Linked DNA regions of Mus musculus: region 1 is linked to region 2. A link is a contact called in public HiChIP or PLAC-seq data. All regions are on one chromosome and are shown on one strand. The core of a region is the stretch at or near the end of the contact, and the rest is flanking DNA. Distances in the headings are between cores, read along the strand shown.

What was found. HiChIP or PLAC-seq counts read pairs in DNA pulled down with a chosen protein or histone mark.
Region 1: a contact with region 2 is called in an H3K4me3 HiChIP or PLAC-seq map of the 230-238 cell line, with 4 times the contacts expected there. The contact joins two enhancer-like sites. A contact is called at or near these places in 2 of 484 Hi-C or Micro-C datasets (myeloid progenitors and uterus) and 1 of 115 datasets of contacts at active chromatin or transcription factors (the 230-238 cell line).

The regions. Positions count from the first base shown.
Region 1 is chr12:41,876,748-41,880,328 of GRCm38.p6, reverse strand. All of the region lies in intron 6 of Immp2l (IMP2 inner mitochondrial membrane peptidase-like (S. cerevisiae)), which reads right to left. Among named protein-coding and RNA genes, the nearest start is that of Gm46348, 110 kb to the left of the region's middle. Within about 2 kb of position 2,093, at least 59 of the 459 cell types and tissues checked have an H3K27ac peak or open chromatin away from gene starts, as enhancers often do. A contact at or near this core is called in the 230-238 cell line, where this site is marked.
Region 2 is chr12:41,727,361-41,731,237 of GRCm38.p6, reverse strand. The region is part of intron 6 of Immp2l (IMP2 inner mitochondrial membrane peptidase-like (S. cerevisiae)); the gene reads right to left. Among named protein-coding and RNA genes, the nearest start is that of Gm40412, 120 kb to the right of the region's middle. Within about 2 kb of position 2,562, at least 30 of the 459 cell types and tissues checked have an H3K27ac peak or open chromatin away from gene starts, as enhancers often do. A contact at or near this core is called in the 230-238 cell line, where this site is marked.

The DNA of each region.
Region 1 (3,581 bases), core at 844-3,343, 150 kb before region 2:
TAAACAGTTGGATTTTTCTAATTATTATCTCTGCGTCAGCTGTAGGTTGAGAACACGTTTGCCTTTGTGTCACCTTGAGAAATCTGTCTTAATTTCATATGAGCAGGCCCAAGAAAGAATCATTCTCCATTAGTTCATTTATTTATTTATTTATTTATTTATTTATTTTTATCTACATCTGCTCTGAGAAGTTGCTTACATCTAATGTTGGACCACCCTTCACACGTTAAATTGGAAGTTCCCCCACCACCACCACCACCAAATAATGATAATCTGGATTCCATGTATCTATTAGAAACCATAACAATTCAGCAATAAATGGAAATGTTTTGGACTGTGAGGGGTTTTGAGGGCTTTTCCCATTATCAGTTGCTCATGTAGGTTAAAAAAAAAAAAAGTGAACATTCACATAACGAATGCCATGCAAACAACAAGACCAAGAGAGTGTCTCATCTCCTTCTTACAGCTTTCTACATATCAAGGAAGAGTCCTGTTGTCCTGCTCCCTGGGAGAGCAGCTACTAAGGAGAAATGAAATATTGAGAAAGCACCAAGCCACAGTAAAAGCGAGAGAAGGAGTGTTTGTTTTCCTTTCTGCTTTGTCTGTCTTTATTTGTTCTGCAGTGAGCTTGAAAACTTCCTGTATGTCTTCAATACCTGGAACAGTTCAGAAGCTACTATTGTCCCAGCTGTGACTAATGCCCACTTCATGCAAGTGTAGAACAGCAGATATGCTAATCATAATAGGCCATCACCAGGACCATGCAGTCCTGCTAGGAACACAGGGCTCAACAAGCTATGAAGGCCACACTTAAAATTCAAACTGTATTGTAATATACATTAATATGGCCACTGGATGGGGAGGAACCAAACAAATACCACAGAAAGTTATTTGCAGGAAAACTGGCAAACTAAGACCATTTGTTGCCACATGCAGGGCAGGAGAGCCTGAGAGCTAGTATGGCCTGTGTCCAATCAAATTTTAAGTATTTGACATCTGCAACCATCTAACACTGTAAAAGTCTACATAGGAAAGTAAAGCAGCTTCTATGAGAGTTGAGGATGAGTGCTCTACCAGAGAAACAGTAAGCTGCATAATAGAAATGAGGACTCCTTGAGAAGATGGTTATAAAGAAAAGATTAAAAAAAAAAAAACCATCTCATATAAGCACCCAACAATCAGTAGACTGAAGCTTTTAGAGAACACTGGGGTACAATTAGGCACATTTCCACCAAGACTGACTATAACGAAACAAGAATGAAAACCTAAAAGCATTCTTAGTGATGTGCATTCCTTAATGTAGTCTACCAGAAGGGTCTATAAAGCCAAAGGACTAACTCAGATATGTATCAATTAAGTACCTCTGAGGAGATTATAAAATATTACAGCAGTCATCATACATATCAGGTGGTTATTAAAAGTTGGGAACTTACTGTGTACAAATGTCTAACCTAATTTACATATATTTTTTAATTTAATCCTTAGGGCTATCTGACGAGGTAAATATGATTATGGATCCAATTTCACAGATGAGAAACCTGAGGCATGAAGAGCTTAAACAAACACCCAGCTGTTAATTGGAATCCCAAATTCTTAACTGCTGGGCCATACCGAGAAAAGCCACAACTTCCTCATTTCTCTCCTTCCCACACCCTGTTGTTATGACAATTGTCAGGCATGTGCAACATATATCCATAGTTCGGTTAGAGCCAAAGCTAAGCATGGCCAACAGAACTGCCTGGGACCCTGCTGTCACCTAATGCCAGGTACCTTCTGTGTTCCTATCTGGGCATAGGTCCTACAAGCAGAGAAGGCTCTGAATTCTTGCCTAGTAGTTGTAGTTCTTTACCTCCCAAAAAGTGAGGGATCCCCATAAATCACTTAACAGCTTTTTAAGACATTTAAAATGTTTAATTGCTGCTCATTATATTTACCCCTTAATGTATCTCTAAATTCTATTACTCTTAAATGTTATTAAAAATAACTTTTTAGAGTTTTTATACATAGATTTTTTTTTTGGTAAACATGCTTTCCTAGATCATTAATGTACTTCAAAATGTTCGAAAATATGCAAAGTAGCTAAGATGTGGTTCAATTCAAAAATTGTTATTTTTCTAAAACCACACATCTTCAAAAACTCCACACCCTGGTCACTCACTCTAGGTAAGAAATCAAGAAGTTGGCCTTCAAAGCAGGCTCACCACTGGCTAAAGAGTAGCACATTTTGTGTGTGATGCAGGCCTTCATCAAAGAGTTTATTATGCTTCCTCAGCATCAGCTTCTTCTAGACCTGCCTTGACGCAAGAAGCCTATCTTCATTGCCAAAATCACTGGTACCTCAAAATTCTGTTTACTGTTCATTCTTTTTAAGTCTTTCTTGACCTCCCCATATGCACACACCAAATCTTATTAATTTTTCTTTAAGTAGCTTTGTCTGAGAGGACACACACAGGTCATATGCAGGCCATAGAAATGAACTAGGAAAGTCTTCCAAAAGTCCCTAAGGAAATCTTATCTGCTGAATTGAGTTAACGTCCACTTGTATTTTGGACATATGCCCAGTAGCTAGCAGACAACACAGTCTTTTATATTTGCTACAATTCCCTCCCCACAAACAGAAAACATAAAATAAAAGGAGCTCCTTGGAGAACAAGGGTAACCATAACAATACATTGCACTCAACCCCATGTTCGATTCTGAAAACATTTTTTTCTCATTTTCTATTATTAATCAAGGGTTTTTAAGTTTAATTTTAACCATCCTCCTTTCCTGTAACACTGTATGTAATAAAACCATCCTTTGAGCTGGGGAATAGCTCCATGGTAACAGATTCTCAAACATCAGCACAGGATGGAGCTTTCAGTGTGTGATCACAGCTCAAGGAAGGAGGAGGAGGAAAATGCTGAAACCCACGGAGGCTTTCTTTCCTTCCTTGGGACAACATCGTGAGAGAAAGAAATCAGCAACCTCATGAGAGCTTACTGCGAACAGGGAAGGAGAACTGAGTGGAGTGGAGTGACAGAGCAAGCCTAAGATGTTAATGGGATTGTTATGGAAGTTCAGGATAGAAAGCAAATCCTTCATTTTAGTTCCCTAAAGAGATAAAAAAGCCGGGTGTGGTGACGCACTCCTTTAATCCCAGCACTCAGGAGGCAGAGGCAGGCGGATTTCTGAGTTCGAGGCCAGCCTGGTCTACAGAGTGAGTTCCAGGACAGCCAGGGCTGCACAGAGAAACCCTGTCTCGAAAAAAAAAAAAAAAAAAAAAAAAGATAAAAAAGCAGTCCTCATTCCCTAGAGCTGAAAAGAGGTCTGTTTTCTGGTGTCATGCTTTCCAATTTATATGGAAATAGAGCCATGTATATGCTTATACGTAAACACAGTCCTGTGGTAGGTATGGTAGTAGAGTACATGTACACATGATTCAATGGGCTAAATTTTAGGGATAGTACATTATAGACAAAATGAAGTAAGTATTCCCATCTTTAATAACAGGCTGAAACAGATAGATGCTGGGCACCAAAGTTCCCTCTGAAGACCATGTGACATCGGTCCTCTTACTACTTTCCTGGCCATCATTGTTA
Region 2 (3,877 bases), core at 1,313-3,812:
TCAGTATGAAACTTACAAATAAAGTCACTAAAATTGAGATTACCTAAATTTTAGAATAAAATGTCTTTGAAATTCCACCCTACCTACCAAAATTCACTCATGCAAGCACATGCACACACATGCACACCCATTCCCCATATTTTCAAGCAGTCAGCCTAACTAAGCTCTATGGAAGTGCCATGGGTTTATAAAATTATGGGATCCCATGAGTTTGTGTTCCTCAAATCATGTCTTGCCTCTGCATGAGAACTGTATTTTTTTTTCCCCATTCAGGAAGATGTACTGAAACACAAAACCCACATCGTCCCACTAAGCTAGTATCTCAGTGAAGCTGGGAAATGTTTCAACAGCCACCCTAGGTAGGTTGTCTAACAGCAGTTTGTGAAGTGCTGGCAGACCATTTCAGATGTGGATCACAAGATTCTCCTGAGAGCTCGAGAACAGGATAAGGAGCTTTTCTTTGCCTTTCCTCCTGTTTACCCAGAGCTCTCCTGGTCCATGTCACTGGTTTAACCCTTGGACTCCATGTCATGCTTTATGCGATGACTCTACCATTTCCTATCCCATGGATATCCTGTCTGTGCATGTTTCCAATTGTCACCTACAAGAAAATAAAACATTACTGTGATCCCTCCAAATCCCCAACACTTTAATCTTAGTTCTGCCTCAGGTTTTAGCCAGCCATTGACCATAGGAAAAGCCCTGCCTTCCATCTAAAAGTCTTTTCCTGCTTCTTCTATCTATTTCAATCTCCAGTTGCTTTTAAAGTGGGATCCATCTTTCTTTCTTCCTGGAAAACATAATGCCCATGGAAAACAAATTCCAGCCCTTTTTTCTTTTTCTTTTTTTTTTCCCACTTGATACTGTCTTCTTATTTCTGCAACAGGAAAAATTGGTGGTGTTAAGCTCTCTCACCAATGAAGAATTGGACAGAGAAGTATTAGATGTCTAGTGTGAACCAGGGGCTGTGTTCAGTGGCAGTGAAAAAGGGCAAAGCCCCCAGGCCCAAAGGAAAACTCCCAATTCCTCAAACTCCAGAAGGCAATCCAAATATCCAGAAATGAACCCAGCCTAGACCGGAGCAGGATTTTTATCAGTTAGATAAAAGCCAACATTCCTCAGGAACTTGGGAGGCCACTTCCATATCTTCCAAAAGGAGACATTTCCCCTACCTCTAGTAAAAGTGCCCTGAGGTTCTCTAATTAACATACAACTGTGCACCTAGCAGCACACTCAAGGTCAGTGCTTCCCTCAGGCTCACTCACTCACTCCCAATACACAAGAACCTGCTATGCATTTCAATGCCAGTCTCCTGGCCCCTTCCCTCCCTCTAGGCAGATGCTTACCTTAGATTTCTTAAAATCTGGCTATTCTTGCTAAACCTTCTCTATGCTCTTGCTCCAGCTTCTGCTAGTTTCACTAGTCTCTCTATTCTCTATTACCTGGTATTCTCCTCTATTGCAGATAGCCCTGGCCATGTCCAATCTGTCAGCCATGTTCATTCTACTTCTTCCTCTCTCTGCTCTCGATGTTCTCTCATATCTACAATAAAACCTTCCTGTCTTAGTCAGGGTTTCTATTCCTGGACAAAACATCATGACCAAGAAGCAAGTTAGGGAGGAAAGGGTTTATTCAGCTTACACCTCCAAACTGCTGTTTATCACTAAAGGAAGTCAAGACTGGAACTCAAGCAGGTCAAGCAGAAGCTGATGCAGAGGCCATGGAGGGATGTTTCTTACTGGCTTGCTTCCCCTGGCTTGCTCAGCTTGTTTTCTTATAGAACCCAAGACTGCCAGCCCAGAGATGGTCCCACCCACAAGGGGCCTTTCCCCCTTGATCACTAATTGAGAAAATGCCTTACAGCTGGATCTCATGGAGACATTTCCTCAACTGAAGTTCCTTCCTCCCACTTGTGTCAAGTTGAAACACTAAACCAGCCAGTACACTTCCCATACTCTGAAATTATTGTTATCAGTTTATACAATGATGATTAATTTTCTTTTGGAAAACAAGAAAGAACATTTTAAAAAGAAATAATACAGTGGTAACAGTTATGTAGAATGAATAACAATAGTAGTGTGGGTAGAGATATTAGTGGGAAGTATGCAATTTTTTTGTTTGCTTTAGATTGCAAAGTAAAGAATATTTGAAGTAAGGAAAGATGTGCAAAGATCGGAGAAAGATGAGGCTGGAGAGATTCAGTGGTTAAGAGAATTAGCTGCTCTACCAGGTGACCAAGGATTGATTCCCATCACTCTCATGTGGCTAAGAACCATCTGTAGCTCAAGTTCCAGGAGATACAGTGTCCTTTTCTGGCATCCATGAAGCATCACGCACATGGTGGTACATAGATGTGCATTCAGCCAAAACACCCATGCACATAAAATAAAACCAAAAAGGAATAATTTTTAATAAGGGGTGATGGAATCTGCAGATGAGAATTCAATCAAGAGGAACCATTCTACCACCTTGAGTTATATTTAGGCAATGATAAGGTGTGAAAGAGGTATAGACATCAAAGGAGAAAAACTTCAGGGGCCCCAAGATGGGAGGATTCTGAAAACGGAAGACCAAGATCAGGTGAATCAGAGAAAACTTTGAGGGTGCTTTGAAGTCTAATAATAACAGGAAACCACAGAACTATTTCTTGCAGGAAATTGGAGCTGCTAGACTTGGGTAGATAGTAGGGGAGATTGTAGGCAGTAAAGAAGATTCCTATACAGTTATATTTGGGATGTGACTCTAAAGGAGGAAGACAGAAGAGTTTAGAGTGTTCATGGTAGAGGTTCTATCTTGCCTTTGTGGTGGGCTAAATTTGGAAGTAGTGAGACATTAAGAGACCTACTGAATTCTATCTTAATAATTGGGTGACTAGCCATGCCATTTACTGAAATGTGGTAATTTCAGACAAGACAAAAGCTGTCTGAAGGAATAGAGACAGTGTAGTAATTATGAGGAGCATAATAAACTTCCAACTATGATAAGTTTTAAAGCTGCAAATCTGAACACTAATGCACAAAAATAGCATTTAAAGACATGGGGCCAATTTTCTCAATGAGGGCTTTCAGTGAAAGGTCAGGACATAGCTGGGGGCATGACAGCATTGAGAGGCTTGGCAGCGGACAATGGAAATGTAGATCAAGCCTAGGAGAAATAGCTAGGTTTTCTGGGTTCCAGGAAACCAAGAAATGAAAGTCTTCAAATTATTTTAAAAAGGATGTGATCAACCACATCACATGTGCCAGGAGGTGGAGTAAGAAACACACAGAAGAGATCACTCACCAATGTGGATGACATGAACAAAACTCTGACAACACCTGAAGCAAATATGTGACTCTTTATCTTCTGAGACACATGAGAAGGAGAAAAGAAGATGTGAAGAAAAGCTCACTGCAGCTTCAGGAAAGTCACAGGTCTTACTCTAAGGTTGATCTCAGTGAGGGACACATGCACAAGTATGACACACAAGAGAATATGGCAAAGATACAAACTAACTATCTGGCACTTACACTGCATCAATCCAAACATAGATCTTAGAATGTGTCATTATATGATGGCCGTTTTATTACTGACTCTGGAGACAAAAGGGAATTTCGGTAAAGACTTCTAATTAATTATTCAACAAAGACTAGCCCAAGCCAAGTCTACAAATATACTGCTTTTACAGGCTGCTCCTGGAGGAACTTAACAACCCTCCTCTTGCTGCAAAACTGCCAAAAGCCTGATGATTAATACCAATTGCCCATTTGTTAAACAGTGCAAATCACCCTTTGTCATTTAAATTGAACTCAATTTGAATGTGCATAGGTTGCAAGTAGAGAGCGGAATCTGGAAGGCACACTTGGTCTTAAAACAGAATACATTAATCTTTGCTGGC